Linked DNA regions of Mus musculus: region 1 is linked to region 2. A link is a contact called in public HiChIP or PLAC-seq data. All regions are on one chromosome and are shown on one strand. Each heading gives the region's core, a stretch centred on a gene start, on an enhancer-like site or on the middle of the called end of the contact. The rest is flanking DNA. Distances are from core to core; before and after follow the strand shown.

The links. HiChIP or PLAC-seq counts read pairs in DNA pulled down with a chosen protein or histone mark.
Region 1: an H3K4me3 HiChIP or PLAC-seq map of the SCID.adh cell line shows a contact between it and region 2, with 18 read pairs. The contact joins the enhancer-like site here to the promoter of Septin8 in region 2. A contact is called at or near these places in 1 of 39 promoter capture datasets (the HPC-7 cell line), 2 of 484 Hi-C or Micro-C datasets (cortical neurons and nephron progenitors), 4 of 115 datasets of contacts at active chromatin or transcription factors (CD8 T cells, the SCID.adh cell line, embryonic stem cells and 1 more) and 4 of 9 other capture datasets (adipose tissue, embryonic tail, liver and 1 more).

Annotation. Positions count from the first base shown.
Region 1 is chr11:53,650,215-53,657,708 of GRCm38.p6, forward strand. It overlaps Rad50 (RAD50 double strand break repair protein), which reads right to left. Exons shown (of 25, transcript NM_009012.2): 22 at 5,319-5,404; 23 at 4,663-4,805; 24 at 2,020-2,153; 25 at 1-441. The coding sequence ends at 255. Among named protein-coding and RNA genes, the nearest start is that of Il13, 19 kb to the left of the region's middle. Within about 2 kb of position 4,682, at least 40 of the 459 cell types and tissues checked have an H3K27ac peak or open chromatin away from gene starts, as enhancers often do. A contact at or near this core is called in CD8 T cells, the HPC-7 cell line and the SCID.adh cell line, where this site is marked.
Region 2 is chr11:53,517,747-53,524,447 of GRCm38.p6, forward strand. It overlaps Septin8 (septin 8), which reads left to right and starts at 1,990. Exons shown (of 10, transcript NM_001347496.1): 1 at 1,990-2,293. The coding sequence starts at 2,264.

The sequences.
Region 1 (7,494 bases), core at 3,432-5,931, 140 kb after region 2:
AGGGCTACGTATTAAATATACCTTCAAGCTTCAGAGAAAATAGTAATGTGTTTAAATGTCCACCCCTCCTGTCAGCACTGTTTATCTGGATGACATTCAGTTGGCAGGAAATGAAAGGCTGAGTGGTGCTGGGAGGTTGCTAGGCCTGTGGGAACTGTGTTCATCTTCACTCAAGGCAGCCTCCCGATCTTAGGGACTCTCAAACCTGACACACATGGTTCCCGTCACACAATCCATATCCTTCCCAAGACAAGTTAGTGAACATAAGAACCCAGGGAGCTGATGCTGCACTTGACAATCTCTGAGCACTGGTCCATGTTCTTCTTCACCCTGTAGAATTTCTCCACATACTCAGATCGCCCTAAGAGCTCCACAAAATCTTCATCGTGAGTGATTACCAGAAGTTGGAAGTTGCGCTGCTGTGAGCGACTTTTTATGATCCTGAAACAAGACATTGAGAATGCTTTTTTATTAATGGACATAGATTAGGAAAAGCCATTGGAAATCCTGTCAGATACAAGAACAGCTGTGTGGCATCCAGGCTTTTCCTGGGCCTTGTGTGACAGGGCCTTTGCCTGCCCTGCAAACAGAGGAGAGCTGAGGCCTTCAACCTAGGCAGGTAAGAGTCCTATCTCCTCCCACACACTGGGATGTGTAGCTCATTCCCCACCCATCTGGCTAAGAACTAGGTGAAGAATTTGGACTAGTTTCCTAAGATCCTAAGCTGCTACTGATGCAGCAGAAAGTCTTCTAGGAAAACTTAAAACATCAACCAGAGCCCAGCTCGCTCCTCTGCCCAGACTCCCAGACTTCTTTCAAAGTCTCAAGGTAGTTCGGGCAGACAACAGGCAGTGAGGGGAATAACACTACCTTCTGAGGAGCTGGGTCTACCTAGAATTCTTCCTCCCCCAGTCACTAGATGCCTCAGTGCAGTGACACACAGGGCCTGAGTGGGTGTATGGGGACATTTTTGCTCATCCTCAGCATGCTGAGGTATCGGCTATGAGTGAGATGCAACAAGGGTTTTAACTCAAACTTGTTTATCACTTGCCCGGGACTAGATGCACTTCATGTTTCAATACCACAACCCTCTTGCTGGTCCCCAGGACAATCAAGACCTGGCTGGAGGGCACAAGTGTCATCATCGTCCTGGAGCCAGGGGTGCACAAAAATACAAGTTGCCCTCCCCGGGGGCTTGCTGACATAAGTGAATGGGGTCACATGACTACAATTTAGCCTGGGCACCGTCTAATCACCAGTACTCTTTTTCCATATCAGCTCTAAGTATCTGGCCCAGGGCAAAGGCACCCCTGTGCTTGACATGAAGGATTCACAGGAAATACAGACAGCCCAGAACGCCTCGCCCTCACTTGCCCTATGCACACTTGGGGAGAGGCAAGATATGGCTGTGTCTCAATACTCCAGCTCCTTCTATTTGATAAGCACTGGTGTTCTAACTGCATATGTATCTGTGTGAGGATGTCAGATCCTCTGAGCTGGAGTTGTGAGCTGCCATGTGTGTGTTGAACACAAGTCCTCTGGAAGAGCAGCCAGTGTTCTTAACCACTGGCCACCCCTCCAGCCTCATGAGTTCTGTTTTGTTTTGTTTTTCAAGATAGCGTTTTTCTCTGTGTACCCTTGGCTGTCCTGGAACTCACTCTGTAGACCAGGCTGTCCTCCAACTCAGAAATCCACCTGCCTCCTCTCCCAAGTGCTGGGATCAAAGGTGTGCGCCACCACTGTCGGGCACGAGTTCTTTTTCAAGAGAATCTGGAGAACTACTATTGAAAAGCAAAGTGCAGAGCCTGGCCTCAACTGAATTCTTTTTGGTTTGGAGTTTTTGTGTTTGTTTGTTTTTGAGCCTGGCCTAGAATTCACTATGTGGTCAAGGCTGGCCCTGAACTCAGTAACCAGCCTGCCTTTGCCTCTAAGTGCTGGGATCAAAGATATGTGTCACCACACCTGGCTCTGTATTTTAAAAAAAATATTACAACCTGCCCCTAAACTTCAAATACTTACTCAACCAAAGCATGTGCAAGAGACTCAATGTTTTCTCGGTCGAGATTTGTTGTCGGCTCATCCAAGGCAAGGATGCCACAGTTCAGACAGAAGGTTTCCGCCAGGGCCAGTCGGATGATGAGAGACGCTAGCACCTGGAGAAAAGTTGCATAACACATGTGAGAACAGAAGGGCATGGTGGATGAACCGAGTGTGGTAGTGCACACCTTTAACCCCAGCACTCAGAAGGCAAAGGCAGGGAGATCTCTGAGTTTTAGGCCATCCCAGGCTATGTAGTAAGAGGTGGGAAATGTCACAGGTGGCTGAAGTCAAGGACAGTTCAATGGAGATACAAGCTTTTCTGGAAGGTGGACCATTAACCACATTTCTCTGCTTATCATTTGTGCTGAAATAAAATACCGAGAAACAGCCTGGAAGCATTCCAGATTTACTAAAAACTGGCATCACAGGCTAACGGTAGATGCATACAATTTATAAGCACTTGATAATATTAATAGCAGTCTTAAGATTCACCTGTACTTCACTACACAGACCAGACTGGCAGCAAACCCAGAGATCTGCCTGCCTCTGCCCTCTGAGCATTGGGACTAAAGGTGTATGAAACCACACCAGGCCTTACAGCCCTCAGCCATGAAACTGACTGGAAAATCCAAGGACACTACATCTTCCTAACCTCACAGGCACTTTAACTTCTAGAGAGATATCTTTAAATCTCCATAATTCTCTGGTCCAAAAGAGAAGCCAGGTAGTGTGTTCTAAATCACACCGTGTCTGCTTGTGTAATTGTGTCAATGAGGGAGAACAAATTCTATGTTGGAGTTACTAGAATATGGCTCTATTTGCATCTATCTGTAGGGAGCCTACTAAATACATTCATGGTTATTAAAAATGAGACATTAAACCCTCAGATTCAGCCCCAGCCCTCTCAGGGTTGGAGGGACACAGCAAAGGGACCCAGACTGTCTGGGCAGTGCATAGTGCTCTTGTGTGAGCTCTAACCTCACTGCCTGCTGAATTTCTGGGCTGCTGAATGCAGGGCAGTACACACTTTCCCTCTGACTCCCCGAGCAGGTCAGCAGAGTGCAGGAGCTTACTGTCCCTTGGAGGGGCAGACACTTCCTTCCTGCTTCTGACCCCTACTCCTGCCCGTTTACCACTACTCACTCACATGACGCTGCAGCTTGGCCCACAGCCTCTATACCATCCATCCGACACCTCTCCTTACACCAGGAGGCAAGCACTGCCAGTTTTCTCAATTTAAGAGCAGCTCTAGGAAAACTGACTTTTGTTCACAAACCATGTTTCAAACTCATTTATAGTCAACATTAGACATCAGCAAACAAAGCAGGCAGGGATCCTGTTTATAGATTACAAGTCAGTCATTTCTTCAGACTATGGTCTTGACAGTAACCTTCATTTGCCTGAAATCGGTGTGAGCTGCCTGGGTTGGCAGTAACGGGGATAATTATGCCAGTAATGTGACATCCTTCCCTAAGCCTGTGAAGTTTTATGAAAATCTGCTTTAATATGACAGCTCAGAATCCGCACTCTGTGTATGGTTAGCAGAAATCAAACATTCATGACCTTCCTGTGCTCCTGGGATGCAGGTCTCATGCTTTAGCCTTATTGAGACATCATTTCTCATCCTGACTTCCCCTGTACTCCAAACCTACATACTACCCCTCCTCCAGGAGCTTCATGTAGTGCCACTGTGTCTTATTTAAGTGGTAAGGGGCAGAAAGTCCCTATGATACCAAAGCTCTGACAGCAGATCTCTCTATTCAATGGTCTGAGGCCCAGCCCAAAGCTGTGCTGGGGAAATGGAGCTTAAGGCCCATGCAGGGGCTATATTCTCAGTGACACAGATTAGAATGTCTCCTAGTTTGCTGTGTTGTTTGTTCATCTGAATATGGCCCTCTGTAGCCCAGGCTGGGCTCACTCACTCTGTAGCCCAGGCTAACTGTGAACTTCTCTCTTGTCTCTACTTCCATGTGCTGGGATTATAGCCAAGTTTAGAGAGTGGTGGGGTCAACCCAAAGCCTGATCATGCTGGTCAAGCACTCTACCAACTTAGGCACGTCCTTCCCCCTACTAGTGTTATTTATGATTGGCAGTATAATTACTATTACTTCTGAGGTTCTGAGATGTTCCTGCCCATTGTTATACCAGAATGCATCTTTGGGGCCCATGAAACAGTGACTTTACTTTGAGGAATGCTGTGAAGTGAAAATGGGTTTGAGTAACTTTGACTCTTTTCCTTTTAAATATATTTATGTATGAGTGTTCGTCTTCCTGTATGACTGCATGACAGAAGAGGGGATCAGAGTCCATTGTAGAAGGTTGTGAACCACCATGTGGTTGCTAGGAATTGAACTTAGGACCTCTAAGAAAGGACAACCAGTGGTCTTAACCACTGAGCCATCTCTCCAGTCCCTTGACCCTTTTTTCTTAAAAGTGATCTTCAGAGGGCTACAGGGCATGTTGGCTGGCACCAGGATGGTGCACTGATGGTAGCCATGTCTGTCTCACAAGGTGGCCAGGAAGCTGTAGGAGCTTCTCGTTCATGTAATGGTCCTCTAAGACTTCTGTGACATCAGGGCCATCTTCCAGGCTAAGATGGCTCCCTAGATTGCTGATACCTGCCTTCTGTCCAGCACTGCATCGTCCACGCATGTCCAAGGCTGTGTCCCCCTTCAGCATCACCACTCGGTAGTTGTAATTTCGCCTTTTATCAGAAGCCGATACATTTTCATCAGCATCAGATCGAATTTCTATGTATTCAATATCTGAGACAGTAAGCAGAGTAATTTAGAGAACCTACACTACACCTTTGTCACTTAAACACATCGTCATAGAAGCCTGGGACGACAGTGAGTCTGATGTCCTTAGGAGCACTGGCTGCCTTGCAAACTCTCTGGCCAGGAAGACTCAGATCATGTGGTCTGCCCAGATGCAGCCTGGATGGCCCACCCCCGCCTGGGCCCAGCTCTTTTCTAAGAGTTTCCTTTGGGTACTTTTCTTATCACACTTGGGCCTATCCCTATCTGCGCTTTCACAGAACCCATTATGTCATCAGCTAAATGTGTCTGCTGCAGCCAATATGAGTCGTACAGGGCTTTGGAAGAGAAACTGCATTTTCATTTTGTTGTAAGATGTTGCAAAGATAAGAATTCTTAGAAAACTCTCAAAGACTTGCTCAGGAAGGGGTTTGAGAAGGCAAAGCTGGCAACTAAGGTCATACAGGAGAGGCTGTGGGCAGAGCTTTGGAACAAGCATTTGAGACACACCATGTTAGTTACCTTGCCCACGATAGGTACTCCGCCAAAGATCACGAATAATTTTGTTGATTTCTTCCATTTTCATACTGTGAAATTTCATAATTGCTCTGGAAAAAGGAAGTCAGTTTTACTTAATACAATATGTACTATTTATATGAAAGACATAACTATGTAGTAGTATATGCTAAATTATATATGAATATGTATACTAATAATGATAATAATATCACTGCCCTAGTACTTTTTTTTTTAAAGATTTATTTATTTATTATATGTAAGTACACTGTAGCTGTCTTCACACACTCCAGAAGAGGGCGTCAGATCTTGTTAGGATGGTTGTGAGCCACCATGTGTTTGCTGGGATTTGAACTCAGGACCTTTGGAAGAGCAGTTGGTGCTCTTAACCGCAAAACCATCTCTCCAGACCCCTAGTACTTTTAATTAGAAAAGTAGACTATGGAAAGGTCTAGAAAAAAGTTAAACAGGACCAAGCAGTGCCATTTCCCTGGTATTGAGAACTGCCAGGCCCCAAGTTGTCACGCATCTCCGTCTTTTCCTCTGGCATCCAAGGACTTCTTAAAGTACTCAGAAGCTGCAAGGGTTGAGTGTGGTGGTACACACACATACACACCTTTAATCCTGCACTCAGGAGGCAGAGGCCAGCCTGGTCTACACAGTAAATTCCCTAAAGCTATACAGTGAAACCCTGTCTAAAAACAAATCCCCAGAACCTTTTAGAAAATAAATCTTTAACAGACTTCTTTCCTAGGCCCTAAGATCACAATGGAGAGGGATTGGGGGGCAGCCTCTCCAGAACTGGCAAGAGGCCTGTTGCGGGCAGACCTATGTGCTAAGGCTGAGGGTGTAGCTAGCCAGAGGTTCTTGTCGCAGAACAAAGTAAAGTCTCTGGAACTGCTGTCTGGCCATTCTAGAATTTTTATTTCTCTTTGAGACAAGGGTCTCTACAGGCTGTCCTCTAGATCAAGCTGGCCTTGAACTCAGAGATCCACCTGATTCTGATTCATGAGTGTTGGGACTAAAGGTGTGTGCCACCATGCACCGTGGCCAGTTTTTCTAGAATTGCTAAGGTTCATCAAAAGCCAGCCCCTTCTACCTTTTATTTTTTAGATCTGTGAATTTTACCAACCCGAAGGCATCTGTGGCTCAAAAGGAGGCCTTGACTTAGAAGCCTGACTCTCTCATCAGTCACCAGGGCTAGTACCAGTGTGCACTAACCTCCACAGGCCTACCCTTACTTCAATTCTCTTTTAAAGCAGTAGTCTCTAGACACTGAAAGAAGAAATGCTTGTGAAAGCCAAAGCTTCCTGTTAAACCTGAACACCATGCCTGCCCTAGCTACCTCAGCTCTCAGGAGACAGGACTAACAAAGTCACTCCAGTGGTAGGAAGGCAAGTTTCACAGCTATCACCATGCAAAGGATGTGCGCGGACTCCCTTCCATTTGCTGGCCTCTTATCTGATATATACAAAAAAAGAAACTAAACGTAATGCCGCTGCCTCTGTACAATCATTCCGTGATCTTCTGGTCACCAGCCAAAGAGAAAGAAATGACTCAACATAAATACGTCTAAGTATCAGATGCAGGCTGCTGAAACAGTAAGCCTGGAGAAGCCTCTCTGCTTCACCAGGTCTCCATTTTCTAACCCACGCTCATCTCTGCCTGATACTTTATGCTTCTTTCATAAAGTGTAGACAAACCAGCTATTATTTTCTTAAAAAGGGAAAATGGTAACAAAAAGTATTTCACAGAATGTTTCGAGAACCAATCATATGTGAAGATTACTTTTCCAAAGCTTTATATGCTAGGATCCTAATTTTATAAATGGCCTTTTAAAATGTTATTTTTTTCCTCTGGTTGGTAACTAACATAAATAAGCTTGTGAATGGAGAACACACACCAAGTAGGGTAGAGAGTCAGAGCAGAGGGAGCCTCGTACAGAAAGGCTCAGGGTGTCACAGAAATGACGACTGCTACAGTTGGTCGGTCGGCTGGCCGGGCAGCTGAAGTTGGGTCTCTCTGGGAGTTAGCAGCACAGTGCGTAACCACTGGGGATGACCAAGGTGACTGCAGTAGGCCATCTAAAGAAGCAGCCACTGACGTAGCTTCACCTTCTGAAAGACAAGCTGTGCTCCAAGTCACATAACATCTCTCCAATCTCCAATTACTACGAAAACAG
Region 2 (6,701 bases), core at 740-3,239:
AGGCCAGAGGCATCAGACACCCCTGCATCTGGAGTGACATGCTGTTGTAAGCTGCCCCACGATTTGGATGTTGGAAACTATGGGTCTTCTAAAAGACTGCTGAGCCGTCTCTCCATCCTTCCTCTTTTTTATTTGAGACAGGATCTGTCTGGTTGGGATTAAAGGTGAGTGCCACCACACCAAACTAAGTGGATGTTTTGAAATAACACTCGAGTGGAAATGAAAGGCCATTTAGAAGGTAGTCTAAGGCCAAGGAGGAGTGAGAAAGAAAAAGGCAGCGAGGAGAAACTTGCATGTTTCCTTGCAGCAACTGTTTCAGATGATGGAATCCTCAACCCCGCATGCTCTCCCCATGCACTCCGCATGCTCTCCCATGCACTCCCGGGGTCAGACATTAGGGCTAGAGGAGACACTAGCAAACAATGGGTTCCAATCACAATTTAAAGCCCCTTGCTTGTTTTTCTTCATTTTCAGAGACTTGAGGGACCCAGTTCTCTCCATTGTGTAGATCCCAGGGATTGAACTCAGGCCATCAGATTGGGTGGCAAGCAACTTTACCCGCTGAGCCACCTTGCTGGCTCATGGATACACGCCATCAGAAGAGTAGCTTTCATAGTAAGGTTAAGAAGCTGGGTGTGGGATGTGATTCAAACAGGAAAGTTCATCACTAATCCACCTCCCCACTCTAACCACTGTGCTGTGACCCCAGGTGTTTGTTTGCTTGTTTGTTTGGGGGGTGTCTTGTTTCTTTCTTTGGGGGGGGGTCACCAGACTGGCCTCCATTTTGTTTTATAATGGAGGATGACTAGAACTCTGAACTGTCCTGCCTCTAACTTCCAAATACTAGGATTATAAATGTGCCCCTCACATCTGGCTTATGCAGTGCTGGGGACAGAACTCAGGGCTTCCTGCACGCTAGCGAGCAAGCACTCTACCAAACTGAGCTGCACGGGGCCACATTTCTTGTCAGAGAACGTACAAGGAACAACAGCACGGTGGAGCATCCAACAAAATAAAAACACTGTTAAGAACTCCAAGATACTTCAGCTGGGTACCTTGGAGACAAGACATGGTTTGTAAAGAAAGAAGGGAAAAGCTTCTTCTCTCTTCAGAGAGAGAGAGAGAGAGAGAGAGAGAGAGAGAGAGAGAGAGAGAGACTGACTCTATGGAGGGGACAGGAAGTGTTCCACAGCACGGGGTGTGCCAAGTCCAGATGTGGTCTCCAGATACCTCCAGCAGGCATACGTTTCCACTGAGGGGAGGACAGGGTTGTTTCTCAAGAAGATATTGGGGGTGGGATGCACATTCGTGGGTAGTGGAGGGACAGAGGCAAAGTTTGCCTTACTATCAGGGAGACCTTAGGGAAAGGCAGGGAAAAGAAGACGGGGCGAGCTAGATCTTGTAGTCACTGAAAAAGTTTACGGAGCCTCTTGAGACGTTTGTGTAGGTTTTTTTTTGAGTGGTATGGTTGGCGAAGATGTGCGTACTGTGAGAACCAAGTTCCTCTCTGCATAATGCCATAACTCCAAACTCGTGGGACAAGCAGGGTGAGGATCACTAGCAGTATGCTGCGCATAGATGTCGAGTCCGCTTCCCAAACTGCATCTTTCTCCGGTTCATCATTGCGCAAGGAGCCAAAGGCTGCCTGGCAGGATGCACCGGTCCAGCCCAGGGCTCCCGCCCTAGCTCCAGCTTAGAGCATCAGGTGGGACCTATGGCACAGGCAGAAGAGGCTGAGGGATCTCTCTCGGACCTGCAGCGCATGAACCATCCGATCGGTGGTCCCAGTGCGTTTGCAGGTTCCTGTAGAGACAGTCAGCTTGGAGGCAGAACTCCCAGGGCACACGTAGCACCCCTCTGTGCTATGCACTAATCTGGCTTCCAAGGGACACTCAGCAGGCCTCGGAGAGGCCCGGGTCCCCCAGACGTGGCAGTCCGGGCCCCCCACCTCACAGACTACAAGTCCCAGCAGCACCCGCAGCTAGTACCTCCTGCCAAGCCGCGGAGACCCCCGTCGGTCCCAGCCGCGGGGAGTGCGCTGTGCTGGGGCCGAGCCGGGTAGGGAGGCCGGTCCCGCGGGCGGGGGCGGGGCCGGCTCCGCGGCTTCTCCCGCCGCCGCCGCCGCCAAGGGGAGTTTCCAGGAAGTGGCCATATTGGATCCATTCAGCCGCAGCCGCCCGGGCGGAGCGCGTCCCGCAGCCGGCTCATCCCCGCCGCGGCCCCGGCGTTCCCCGCAACCCGCCCGCCCGGTGCGCAGCTCGCCATGGCGGCCACCGACTTGGAACGCGTCTCGGTGAGGCCTGTGGCGCGCAGGGGCACGGGAGGGGGCGCGAGGCGGGCTGTCAGCACCGCGCGGCGGGGCCTCGAACCCCGGGACCCGGGAGCTAACCCCGGGAGGGTGTCTCAGAGTGTTGGGCTTCGCGCGATGTGAGCTCTTTCGCGGGAAGAAGCCAAGATCTGGGCTGATCGGGGCAGGTGTGAAGACAAGACTCGTGTCCAGAGGGGAGGATCCCGGACGCCCCCGACTCTTCTCTCCCAGGGTGTTCCTGCACCTCTGGGTACTTGCCTTTGCCGCGCAGGTGCTGTTATCTGGGTGCAAAGAGTGAGGATGGAGCCCCAGGGATCCAGGGATTTTTCTACCCCCCAGCACACACACACATTCCAGAAAGAGCTCAGGGGAGTTGCAGACTTTGGGTTGGAAGAACCCAGGCTCGCTGCTCATCTCCTCCACTGCCCTCCCGGGAACCTGGATCCTGGGTGCGACTCCAGACAGGTCCAGGGCCTCAGTGGTTGGCTCTGGCTCTGCGGCAGCCATTCCCAGGAGCTGAAGTGATTCCAGATCCAAACCATTGAGTGTTTGTTTGGGCCCCAGTCTGGACCTGCCTCTCTCTAGGCTGACGCCCCTTGGTGGTCCTAAGGGGGGTGTCTGTGGACTTGAGCCAGGCTATAGCATGCGGAGGGAGGCCTTTTGGGGGTTGTCTGCACTCTTGGTGTCTAAGGCTGGATTTGGGTGTGTCTGGGAGGCTAGGCTGTGACGGTGAAGGAAGCTGTGTCCTCTTGCCAGCATGTGAGGCCCTGGTCGACTGGAAGGGGAGGAGGGGAAGAGAGGGAGGAGGTGGAGGAGGGCCCAGGGCTGTTGGAGGGAGGGAGAATTCTGAATGTGTGACCGATAACGAATTGGTTCTGGGGCTAAATAAGGGAGCCAGGACTTATGTAATTTTGCTATAAATACTGTCATCTGAATTTATATATGCAAATTTCTTCTTTAATCTGAAAATACATTTGTTGGTCTTTGCGAATATGCATAACAAAGCAGGAGCTTTCATAATGTGTAGACTGGTGTGTTCTGTGCCCCTTGGGGAGGGGGCTGTGTGTCTGTTAAGTAAGTTTGACTTCATGGGTAACAGATGCAGAGGCTGGGCCAAACCAAGGTCCACTTCACTCCCGCGGCGTGAAATGCAGTACGTAAAATGGAATTTATGTACTGCAGGAAAACAGCTGAGTCCTTATAAACCTGCCTAGTGGATGGAGACCAAAAGGGGTGTGTGTGTGTGTGTGTGTGTGTGTGTGTGTGTGTGTGCCTGTCTGACGCTGTGTTTTCTGTGCTTAGCCGACCAGAAGGTGTGTCTGTTCTGTATTGAGGTCAGAGGTTTGTCTAGCAGTTGATCTTGCCGGATGAGAGTATGTGTAAAGCAGCCAGCATCAGTGGCCCGAGAGGATTCCTAGAGATACCACTTGTTGGTCATGGGACCTCTTGCAAGCTGTTTAACCCTCCGTGTTCTCATCTACAGAGTAAGAGAAAAGCGTATCTGCCTCATAGAGTTGTGTGGATAGTGTCAGGACATGATAAGGACTCAGTAAATACCCAGCTGGGTATGAGATGGCTGCAGAAAATGTGTTTGCCTTGGTCGCACCGTCGCCAGAGGTATCATCAGGGGGCCAGCTGAGCGTCCACATTGTACAGCTGGGGCTTGGGAAGACCTTGCCTCTGTTTGCTTATGGATCGCTTCTGTGGGAAGTCTTCATTATTATCCCCATACTGAGCCAAAGCACAGAGCGGGGACTCAAGTTCAGCTACGGCTGGAATCTTGGGGCCTTGATGGTTGTGCCAGAGGGATGGACGCCTTCCCCGCCCTCTGCGCTCTGGGCTGTCAGCCTCCTGGGAGGACTCAGATGGAACTGAATTTGGGTGGAGATGTCGGGTGGAGTTTGGCTGGAATTTAGAAGTCTGGTCTCTTTCGTCCCTTCCTTATCATCCTGGAAAGATAATTTCCTCTCTTATCATGTGCTAAGCCTTGCTGATTCCTTACAGAGGTGTTTTTTTTTTTTTTTTTTTTTTTTTACAGTTAACTGTAGTTTTGGGCTTATTGGAGACACGCTGGATATTTTGCCAGCTGCAAGGTTTGGCGGCACAATTGGCAGGTGTCGACTGCCCCTCTGGCTTGTGCAAAAGTGGGCTTCAGATAACCTGCAAACTGTCTTAGACTGGAGTCTACAAGAGCACACAGAAAGGTTTGGGCTGTAGTTTGGGGTGGAGAGCTTACTTAACTTGTGTAGAAAGCCCAGGGTTCAACCACCCAAGCTGCCTAGAATTTAAAATGAACTCACTCAGCAACGTACTTTGAGATGGAGGTGAGTCGGGGTCGCTCTGCATAGTCCTGGCTGTCCTGGAACCCACTATGTAGACAAGGCTGACATTGAACTCACAGAGATCCACCTGCCTCTGTCTCCCAAGTGCTGGGATTAAAAGTGTGCACAACCATGCCTGTGTGTTGGTATTTTGACTTACCCTTATCAGCATGGTGGATACACCATAGGCCTATATTATATTTTATTTATTTGTTGTGTGTATGTGACTATGTATGTATGTGGGTGTGCTTGTGTGATGGTATGTGTGTGGAGGTCAAAGGTCAACTTTCAAGTCTTTCATCATATGGGTCCTGGAAATGGAATTTTGGCTTTCAGGTTTGACAGCTGATGCCATCTTGCTGGCCCCACATCTCTGACTGGGTCCTGCTCAGCCTTAGGTCAGCTCAGAGGCTTAGGTTGATGGCTGTTGTATATGTCTGCAGGAGCAACCCTCAGCAGGTTCTGTCATCTCTTGTCTTCCTTGGGTCATCAGACTCCTGGCACACTTTTGGGGTCCCTCTCTTCTTAGACTCTGACTCTGAGAATCACTCTCCTCCAACCCTGACCAGCTCCTGTGACTCCTGTCTGCATCTAATGGGACAAGGTTCAGACTCCTAGGTGAGGGACCCTGTAGGTTCCGGGCAAAGTGAGGATGTGCGGGGGAGAGGGGAGAAACGTGAAGCAGCCTCATCCTTGGCTTTCTTCCCAGCCAGTCGCTCCCTCGCCCCCATCTCCGCTTTATCCTCAGCACCATCTGTTACATCCGTTGTCACCCTGTAATCTTGACACTTCCCCAAAAAGCATGCTATCCAAGGAGAGCCTATTTTGTCCTGAAGCTAGGTGTGGGAAGCAGGCTTCTCACCCCAGTGTGGCTCAAGGGCCCTGTTCCCTGGGCTCTCCCTATCCTGTGAAAATGACCTCGGCGAGACTTTCTGGGCAGAAAAGATAGCTGAGAAAAAGGTGCCTGTGAAGCCCCCAGTGCCGAGCATTGCAGGGTCACACGTGAATGCCACAGGCAAAGCCACGGCTCCACACCTTTCTCCAGGAGCTAGGGTTGCCTTTTCTTCCTCCCTTCCCTACCTAACAAACTATGAACCAACCTTACTGGAACCTTATGGAATGGATCAGAGCTGTGAGTCTGGTGAGGGGTTGATGACCCAAGGCAGCATCCAACCGTGGACTGTTTGGGACAGGAAGAAAGACGATGGCAAGAGACTGGCCACAGAGTCAAGGAGGATAAGCAGAGGAGGAGAACTCGGGGCTTGTCCAAAAGCTTTGGGTGGGCAGTGGATGTTTTGTGGTCCATCGTCTTTTTGCTGTCAGCAGGCTGAGATTTGGTGAGGAAGCAGAGTTTGGTTGCTGGTCATTCAACCATGGGCCCAATGCCCAAAGACTAGCTTCCACCTGAGTGCCCCTTGAGGTGATAGACTTTCGAGCCCTAGGATGAAATTGGGAGTGGTCTGTGTTTGGGACAGTAACTCCCGGACATATTTGTAACTGAAGCCCAGCTTCCTTGCGGCCATGCCCCAGAGCAAAGAAGCAAGGAGCAGCTGGCCTCCAGGTGTCTCTCAGGGCCTCTCCAGTTTCCTGCTTCCAGTTGCCTTTAGGGTTTTGGGACCCTCCCCACCCCCATCTTATAATGCTCTAGCTTTGTGTATAACCAGATGTGGAGCTGGTTGGGGGGGATGGGGGACGGGGGTGGGGTGGGGGAATGGGACACATCTGCTTGAAGAGTGGGTTGCTCTATTAGCTTCCATAGGCATTGTGTTCATCCTCAGGGCGCATGTGGGGAAGCCTAGCTGGGAGGAGGCAGCAGAGGACAGGGTCGGGAGTTTCTGGGCAGTAATACTGTTGGCATCAGGACCTCAGAAATCCGTGACATCACTTAGGCGAGACCCGCAGACCCGTTGCCAAGGCAACAGCCACCATATTCCCAGAATCTACTTGGCTCACCTCCACCTTTACCTGGGTTACATCATTACCCATATATATAAAGAAAGCCCCCCTCATCTCTTTTTCTCTTCCCCACTTCTCTTTCGGCTGCCACCTTGCCCCCCCACTCCAATAAACCT